3 separate regions of the Mus musculus genome follow, and all the other regions are linked to region 1. The links are chromatin contacts, called in public Hi-C and promoter capture Hi-C maps. All regions are on one chromosome and are shown on one strand. The core of a region is the stretch at or near the end of the contact, and the rest is flanking DNA. Distances in the headings are between cores, read along the strand shown. Region 1 holds the start of E330013P04Rik (RIKEN cDNA E330013P04 gene). Region 2 holds the start of Kcnk18 (potassium channel, subfamily K, member 18). Region 3 has its middle 66 kb from the start of Gm19956.

Region 1 (2,880 bases), core at 279-2,778:
ATGAAAAAGCTTAGAAAATAGCATGGGCCAGATGTTAGAATATTGCAAGTTTTTGTTTTCTTTCTTTTCATGGTACAAACAAGGTTTTTGATGAATCATGGTACTGCCAAAAAAAAAAAAATCTAGAAAAAAATTCCTTTCAATTTTACCCACTGAGCCATCAACCAACCAGCCCTCCCTTTAAATTTTAACATGGAACAACATTTGGGAAATTGAATATTTAACATTGAGAAAAGCGGACATCTTTGAATTTCACTTGGTAGACATTTTAGCAGGCATGCCACAGTAGAAACACAAACCCACAGTTTTTATTTATTTTTATGAGCCAGTATTTTTTTTATTCTTTCAGTTTCCAGATAGTGGATTCAAAAATTTCAAACAGTATTCAAAAGGAGATAATGATTCTTAGAATTTTTTGACACAGGGGCTTCACTTGAGTAATAATCGGATACCCTACATCGACACTCTTCACAGACTTTGCTAAATATGAGCACTGGAGATGTCTCAAGTCGATCAGTGTTTCCATGGAAATAGATAACCCTTAGATAAGGCCTGAGAAACAGGGTTTGAGATGCTGTGAACCCCAGTCCCAGCACAGGAGAGAGATCAGAGTTCCGAAGACAAATGTGTATTTCTGTAGGATGAGTGTTTTCTCCGAAAGCATTAAGGGCGAGGACAATACTATCGTAGGGTTTTTAATCTTGGAAATAAGAGAGTAAATTACTTTGTACCTTATGCTTTTCAAGAGTGGTTAACCCAGCTTTGGAAGCAATGCTTCCTATTCCTAAAGGCAATAAGAACACTAGCTTAGAAAACTTGTGAATTACGGCTTCCCTGGCTGTGAGTTCCTAAGCTATTTATCTTAATTTTAGTTATCTTCTCTCATTCCAGTACTGCACTACATCCACACACATTTAATGATGTTTGTGAAATTCATAGCTAACTGTCTTGTATCACTTGGGGCTGCCTGGACATTACTTTTTGCTAATACTTTCTGCAAGAAGAACTCTCAAAGTCTGCACTCTACTTTGGACTTTTAACAAGAATAAACCTACAGAGCTGTATTTCTATCACTCCTTTCTGACTAAATCAATATTTGACTGGAATAGCCCCCATGAAAAGTCTGATTATTGAATATTGTGAAATCCACATCACTGTCCACAGCCGAGAGCAGTCCTCCTGCCCGTGGGTAAGAATTAAGATGTCGCAGGCAGGAATCAACACAGGATACTGGATTAAGTGAAGCTTTTTTCCCCCGTGTGTTAGAGCAAGTTTTATGAGTTAGAGAAGTCGCTGCCAGGCCGTGGTTTCTACACACAGGAGTAGTCTCTGCTGGGAAAAAGGGTTACAAAAGTCACCCGGCTTACCTTGCTTGTCACCACAACTCTGCAGGCGCGAGTGTCTCCAGTCCCACAACAGTTTAACTCACATGGATCCAGGAAGAAACCATTTCTCTGACCGATTACATCTTGGTTGCTCCCAAGGATACAGGGCTTTTGGGAAACACTGTGCATGCGTTCTTCGGTGGTTCCTCTCAATTTAAAGGCTGAAAGATGGGCAAGTGTCCAGTGGCTGCCCGACGACCGGGACAGGAATTCGCAACAGTAAGGCTTGTTCAGAAAGGGTTTCCCGTGACACAGCACAGTTTCACAGCAGCCACTAGATGGCGCATGAGAACCACTTGTGTCAGGCACCAACGCAAATGATCAGGTCTGTTCACAGCGAACCAAAAAAGTCCGAAAACAATCCTTCCCAAACTACTTTTCTAATAGGTTATTATCACCATCTCAGTGTTTACACGAAACCTAAATGGTCTTGATTTGTTTGGTGACTGTAGGGGAATCCTCCACAGAATATCCCGGTCAGATTGTAAACGTGGCATTTTAAATCTTTATTAAGTCAGAAAAGGGAATTGAGACAGACAGGAGCAACTAAATCTACCTATTTAGTACTGAACTTCAACAAAAGTTTTCTAAGTGTCTACTGGGTGGGAATGTTACTTAAGCTTCTTAAATGGTAAAAGAACATTCTATTACCCGGAAGAAAAATAAAAACCAAAATAACAACAACAAAAACAAAACAAACAAACAAACAAAAAAACCCAAAGTACCAGCAGCAAAAACGGTACCATCAATTTCACATTGTACAGAATGTCAAAGATATGTTAGACCTACACATAGCTCTGGGACTTCAGTAGTTGAATTTAAATTTTTTTTTCTATTTATTTATTTGAACGTGTGTGAGCTCATGTCCTACTGTGAAGGTCAGAGGGCAACTTGAAGGAGTCTGCTTCTCTTTCCACCATGTAAGTCTTGGGGATTGACATCATGTCCTGAGGTTTGGTGGCAAGTGTGTTTACAGTGAGCCAGCCATCTTGCCAGTTCATCATTTCTTGATGTAGAACAAATATGAATGTCAGGGACAAAAACCAAAGCAAAACCAAACCAAACCACAACTGCAACAACAAACCCCCTATAATCTCAGGACTTAGCTTATAATTTTTTTCCCTCTTAGAGCCAAGGATAACTCTCTTTGCCTTAGTAAATGTAAACTCCTATACAGAAAATACTGAAAGAGACAAAGTTACAGTGGAAGCAGTTTTTGTTTTTCTTTTGTGTTTGTTGTCATCAAATATAAAATTATGACACTTCTAAACCCACCTTCTGATAAACATTAATAGTAACAGATCTTATAGAAATATTCAGAGGGGAAAATCCTCAAGAAAACATCTTCAAGTTGATTTTGAAAGTTCTGAAGATGACTCAAAAGTCTCTGAAATATGTTTACTAGAAAGTCAGTGGCTTAAAACAAACAAACTAGGGGCAGCTTTTCTCTTTCACCCTCCTTAAAGTAGGTGTGATATTTCTTCTGAGGCAACCT
Region 2 (2,880 bases), core at 218-2,717, 930 kb after region 1:
GAAAGCTTGGAGATGTGTGATTTAAGAAGACCCCTGGGTGAATCTGAGGTGGGGGCTGGTTCAGGGAGCCCTGAACTTGATGGAGACAGGAGTCTTATGACAGCCGCAAGTGTCCCAACAGCACCTAAGCATCTCCCTGGCCACTGAGTAGAACCGTCGCTATGACAAAGGTGCAAGAAAGAGGCACCCTCCACAGAGCGGGTCTCTGCTCTCTGGGACCAGCTTTCACTCAGACCCAGCTGACAAGGCCCCCAAACCATGTTCCCGGGGAGCACCAGCTGCCCCCAAACCATGTCCCCAGGGAGCACTGGCATGCAAAGGCCATGCAGGACCGTGAGCAGGGGAAAGCAGGCTCTGTTTTCTCATTTATTTCTTTTTCTCTTTTATTTTCTCTCGCTCTGCTGACTATCTTTCATCTCTGGCCTTCTAGTACTCTGTTGATTATTCCTTTGCACGACCAAACCAAATCAAGGGATGCAATACAGATGGACAGGCACTAAGGATGCCTGACGAGCATCTCCTGCCTTGCAGAGACCTAGTGCATCTCATCTCCGCTGGAAAAGGGTTCTTACTACTGGCTGGTCTCAGAAGGTGGGTTCCCCTTCTCTCCCGCAGGATATGGTCCTGCAGGCACGAATCCCACCCACTCAGCTAAAACAACAACCTGGCCATCACCAGTCCCAGCCCCTGACCCCACCCCCTACAAGCCCACTGCAAACAGACTGAAATAGGAATCAATATGACCATTCTGGGGAAATCCAAGCCCAGTTTAGATGATTCCATGAAGTCTTAAAGCTGGAGTTGCACCTCTGATCCCGCCCAACCCACCAAGTCTCCAGGGACTAACCCTCTCCTTAGGCCTGGAGGCCGGGTGGGGCTGATGGGAGCCTGAGGCACAGCTGGGAAGGGAAAGCTGGGCCTTAAGAGCACCTGCTTATGGCTCTAACTTTCCTCACTGCACCCCTGGGAGGGCGTCTGTTCATCTCTCCACTACTCAGAGAACAGAAGTGAGACCCGGGGAAACCATTTGCCTACATTCTGTCAGGAGTGAGAATGTTATAGGCAAGCTGCTCACAGCCTCCTGCCGGGGCACCTCCGAGGCAGTAACGGCTCCTTGGCACCTACCTGTCAGGTTACATTTCAGGATGTTGCACAGATCGTCCAGGAACTTCTTCAACTCAGGGTTCTCCTCTGCTTCTGGGTCAGGGCGGCCCTCGACAGCGGAGAAGAGAGCAGCACCCACCAGCGCATAGGTCACCAGGCAGCAAAGGAAGCAGAGGCCGGGCAGAAGCTTGCCCAGGGCTTCGGGGCAGCATCCCCTGGCCTTCCCCAGGGCCTCGGGACAGCATCTCCTGGCCTCAGGTGGCTCCTCAGCCTCCATCCTCTTGGAGCAGCTGAGGGCAGGACAGGAGGAGTGTGTAGAGGAGGCTGGAGCATACAGCCTGGGAGAGGAAGGTGGGAGTGGCCGGAGAATGGCCAGGCTCCAGCCTTAAGTGGATGGTGCGTGAGCTTCCCAGAGGACTGGGAAGCAGCCGGAACCCATCATGTTTGGCTCATCCAAACAACTGGGATGGCGCCCCTGCTAGTGCCCCAAATTGTTATTGATCCTCCTGACCAGCTCCAGAGTTTCTGGCGGGGACTTTAGGAGGACCTCAGAGATTGTTTTGTACTTTGCTCTGCCTTTCCTGTTCTGAAACTGCAGCTTCGGTTTCCAGGTACCAAATCTGGCATTCAGTACTTAGTCAAATGACTGTTCTTTCTGAACAATTCAGGCACTCCTTACCCCGGCATACCTGGAATACTGGACAACAGGAATAAGAATTAGCACAGCATAGGCTCACTGTTTCCAAAATGCTGGAACCTGTCTGGGTCTCTCAGTGACCTGGAACTTGCCAAATAGTCCAGGCTGCCTGGTCTGGAAACCCCTTTCACCTGTCTCTAACGCCCCAGGCTCCGCCTCCCCAGGCTCCGCCTCCCCAGGCTCCGCCTCCCCAGGCTCCGCCTCCCCAGGCTCCGCCTCCCCAGTACTGGGATCATAAACAGGTGCTGTCAGTCCCTGCCTTTTTCTTCTTTTTTTCAAATGATGATTTTGGGGATGGAACTCATGTCGGCAAGGCACATAGTCATCTACCTAGCCTGAACTCACTATTTATTGAGCTCTTCCTCCTCTAGAGGAAAGTAAATCTTTCTAATCCAGGGTGAGTGAAGTGTTCTGGCTTGAATGTAGTTGTCCTCCCAAATTCTCTGTTAGGAAACTCTGTTAGGAAACTTTCTCTGTTAGGAAATTCTGTCTTTTGGGTCTTATGTGGCTATTGCTAGCTGGGAATCAGAGCATCTGTGACTACCCACGTGAGACATCCACAAGGTCCCTCCCCGTTCTGAGGATACGTCAGAGGCCGGGGAGAGGGACCCTTCTTTAGCGATGTAGCTGTCTATGAGCTGCCCATCCACCTGGACTTGGGTAGAATTGTCTCTGCTGCTGAGTCAATGTCCTTCTGTCTGAGGTGACTAGAAAAAGAGCGCCTCTTGGCTCGGCAGGTCAGGGTGCATGCTACCAGGCTTGACAACCGAAATCCACAAGTGGAATGAGAGAACTGGCTTCTGCAAGTTGCCCTCCGGCTTCCATGTGTGTTCCATGGTATGTGCATGCATGTGCACGTGAACGCACACACTAATAAATAGATACTTAAAAATTATGAAGAAATAAACTCTCAGGGTTGGAGAGACCGCTGGCTGCTCTTCCAGAGCACCTCGGTTGGATTCCTAGGACTCACTCGACGACTCACAGCTGTCTGTAACTTCATAGGATCCAGTGAATCTTCTGGGCACCACGGGAACTATATGTACGTGGTATGCAGAATTACATGCGGGCAAAACATC
Region 3 (2,880 bases), core at 190-2,689, 560 kb after region 1:
ATAAACAAACAGCCACCCGCTTCTGGGGTTGGAGGGTTCCTGAACATCAGGTCTCCACAGCGACGTAAAATGAACAAAGAAAGAGACGTGCACACTCTCTTGTAGTCCCTCCACTCCGTCCCATGCTCCATGTTTGCTGAGGGCCCACTCTTACCAGGAAGAGGTTTTCTTAACTGTTGCATCTGGTGATAGGTGGCGTCAATCATGCCTTTCCTGCTCTGGACAAAGGAACAACGGCTTCCGTGTGCCTGTTCCTTGTGGTCTTCAGGTAAACACAAAATCTTCTCCATCCTGGAGCTGCCATTTCCCACCCATGTTCTAGGGCAGTTGGAGGCTGCCAGTCTGCCTATTTCAAGCTTTCTCTGCCTGTCAAATCCACATACCTCATCAGAGGCTCAGCCCTTCTCCCCTCCTGCAGATGTACTTGGGGCTATTTTGGGAAGATTTTGCTACAACAGCCTCTGAGTGCTAATTAATGTGACTTTGGAGAGAATTTTCCATTAGTAGGCAAGAAAAAAAAAAGCAGAAAGATAAATCACCTTGAAGTCTAATGAGCAGTGCTGGCCCCCCAGCCCAACAACATCCAATCGGCTAAAGTGTAACTTTCTCCAGTGTCCAAGTTCACAGCTAAAGTTGCTTCTTATGATACGCTTGTTTGGTGCAGATTTTGAATACGTACAACACTCGGATACTGAGCTGGAGCATGTTGAGAATACAGTCAGGAAAATATGTCAGGGACAGAGAAATCGAATTTCAAAAGACAGCACAAATAATAAAACTTGGCTTAGGATTTGTGGAAAATCAGAGAGGGCTGCCTGGAAGAGAACAGGTCATGTGGTATGTCCGTAAAATTCAACATGGATCCAAAGTCTGACATGGGCAACTCATAAGTTGTGTGACCAAGGTAAGTCACTTAACTTCTCTGAGCCTCCCTTTCTTCACTGGAAAATCCAGTGTGGGAGGGAAGCTCTTGTAGAATGGGTGGGTGTTGTGATAACTGAATTTATACTGATAGACTCCAAGGTCTGCTGCATAGTAACTGCTCATTAAAAGTTAGCTATTAAACAGCTGCTCTCTGCCAAATGAGGAAAATAGTGGAGCTCATTTTCCCGGTAGGGTAGAAAACATTTAGGGAGATGATATAGCCAAGATCTTGACCCAGATCCGGTACACACTAGATGAGACTGAAAGTGCCCTTGGTCACAACGATGAGAAGGAAGAGAGGAAAGGGGGACCAGAGGAAAGCTATGTCAGCTCCTCCCTCCTGCCCAGCTCTCCCAGGGGTCTGAGTCCATCCTTTGGCACTATGCCCTGGGCTGCTAAGTGTCTGCTCCAGCTTCCCAGCCGCACATCCGCCAGAAGCGGGCGGTGCTGACTTTTCCCGTGCTGTCTCTGTTCTCAATCAAATGTGCCACTTTTCTGCCTCGTTTCACACATTGTGAGAGACATCCGCATTCTGGTCTCTCAGTGTCCCCAGGTCAGCTCCTCCTGACCGGTCATGTGCCCACTGATGCGGCTGAAGTCCATTATCTTCCAGATTAATTGTTGGCCTAAGGATCAACTGCCCCGCCCACGCCTCCGCCCCACCCCCGCCTCGCCCCGCCCCTTGGAGCCAGTCAGGCTCTGCGGGGTCATGGTGACTCTGAGGGAGCTCTTCGGTGAATTCTGAAAAGCATATAACCTCCTGTGAGCACCCTGGGGTGACACAGATGAGACACCCCTGAGGTGAAGCGAGACACATGGGCTTCTGAAGAAGTTTGAGTTCTTTTCCAAATCCATCTAGTAAAATCATTGCTCCCCTGTCTCACTTGTTGGTTTTTTTTTTAAGGGGGCTGTTAATGAAATGCACAGAAAAGTAAAAACATGTCATGCAAATTAGACACCTTTGGGGATTTTTAAAAACTTGTTTGAAGGGCTAATTAAGAAGCTATTAAAATAATTAATAATAATCTGCTTTTCCCAAATTCCTTTCAGTTGGGAAGTGTAAGTGACTCCATTTTATTCTGCTTTTTAAAGCTCAGAGGTGTCAGGTCACTGGTTTCTGTCTTCTGAGTAGCGGGTCCCTCATTTCCCTGGAAATATTTTTCTAAACTTTTGGTGGTGTCATTTTCCAGGGGAATCCCATTAATGTTCTTCCTGGACGGTGTTTTCCTTCTCTCTGGGCCATTCCCGAAGTAGCAACGTGGTCAACTCGGAGCAGAGTAACTCCGAAAGCGCCCTGGGAGAAAACTGTTCTGAGCTACAGGAAATTAAAAAATTCCTGCAATACCGACCCACTGCTCAAAGTCAGTCTGTGGTGTCCCAGCGCCACTCCACTCTGAAGTCAGTCCAGAAAGAGTTCTGAAGAGTCGTTTCCAGGCTTATAAAGGGTCACATCACGTATTGAAGCCATATTGGCTTCTGTGTTTTGTAAACTTCGAACTCATTACTAAACCCTTGTCTCTTCCACCCCCGGGCCTGACTCCCACCTCCATCAATCTGAGCCTGAAAACACATCATGAGAAATGCTGAAAAGCACTGTACACGTGGCGATGTGATAAAGCACGGATCACTTTGAGCCGGAGTTTTCCAGCGATTTCCAAGATGCACAGGAAGATGAGCCACACTGTCCCCTTTCTAGATCTAGGCTGGTCCCCAACATTTCTAGGAAACAACTAGGATTGTTTCCTCCGTGCTCCTGCTCCCTGTCTTTGGCATAAGCCACAGGCCATGTCTGAATCCAAAAACGCCAAATTCTTCCACCTGTGAAGGCCAGGATGGGGAGCTCTCAGGGTGACATTCTCCCTGATAGGGACTTCATGTGGGCTCTCCAAGTTCCCACGCAAAGATGCTGGCATCTTCCTGGGTTCCCAGGTGAGAGCAGAATGAAGGTGTGGCCCC

What was found. A called contact is a pair of places that touch in the nucleus more often than the background predicts. Capture Hi-C pulls out chosen DNA fragments and counts their contacts.
Region 2: a contact with region 1 is called in a promoter capture Hi-C map of liver, with 6 times the contacts expected there. The contact joins the promoter of Kcnk18 here to the promoter of E330013P04Rik in region 1. A contact is called at or near these places in 5 of 39 promoter capture datasets (the 3T3-L1 cell line, the C10 cell line, the HPC-7 cell line and 1 more) and 2 of 9 other capture datasets (adipose tissue and liver).
Region 3: a Hi-C map of uterus shows a contact between it and region 1, with 5 times the contacts expected there. The contact joins the enhancer-like site here to the promoter of E330013P04Rik in region 1. A contact is called at or near these places in 11 of 39 promoter capture datasets (the 3T3-L1 cell line, 3T3-L1-derived adipocytes, the HPC-7 cell line and 7 more), 1 of 15 datasets of contacts at CTCF or cohesin (the NIH/3T3 cell line), 11 of 484 Hi-C or Micro-C datasets (the HL-1 cell line, adipose-derived mesenchymal stem cells, embryonic fibroblasts and 3 more) and 15 of 115 datasets of contacts at active chromatin or transcription factors (T-cell acute lymphoblastic leukemia, bone marrow-derived macrophages, craniofacial prominence and 8 more).

What each region holds. Positions count from the first base shown.
Region 1 is chr19:60,143,323-60,146,202 of GRCm38.p6, reverse strand. It overlaps E330013P04Rik (RIKEN cDNA E330013P04 gene), which reads right to left and starts at 1,528. Exons shown (of 5, transcript NR_026942.1): 1 at 1,368-1,528.
Region 2 is chr19:59,218,235-59,221,114 of GRCm38.p6, reverse strand. Kcnk18 (potassium channel, subfamily K, member 18) reads right to left here and starts at 1,467. Exons shown (of 3, transcript NM_207261.3): 1 at 1,126-1,467. The coding sequence starts at 1,381.
Region 3 is chr19:59,586,875-59,589,754 of GRCm38.p6, reverse strand. No RefSeq gene overlaps it. Among named protein-coding and RNA genes, the nearest start is that of Gm19956, 66 kb to the left of the region's middle. Within about 2 kb of position 1,439, at least 51 of the 459 cell types and tissues checked have an H3K27ac peak or open chromatin away from gene starts, as enhancers often do. A contact at or near this core is called in craniofacial prominence, stem cell-derived neural progenitor cells and uterus, where this site is marked.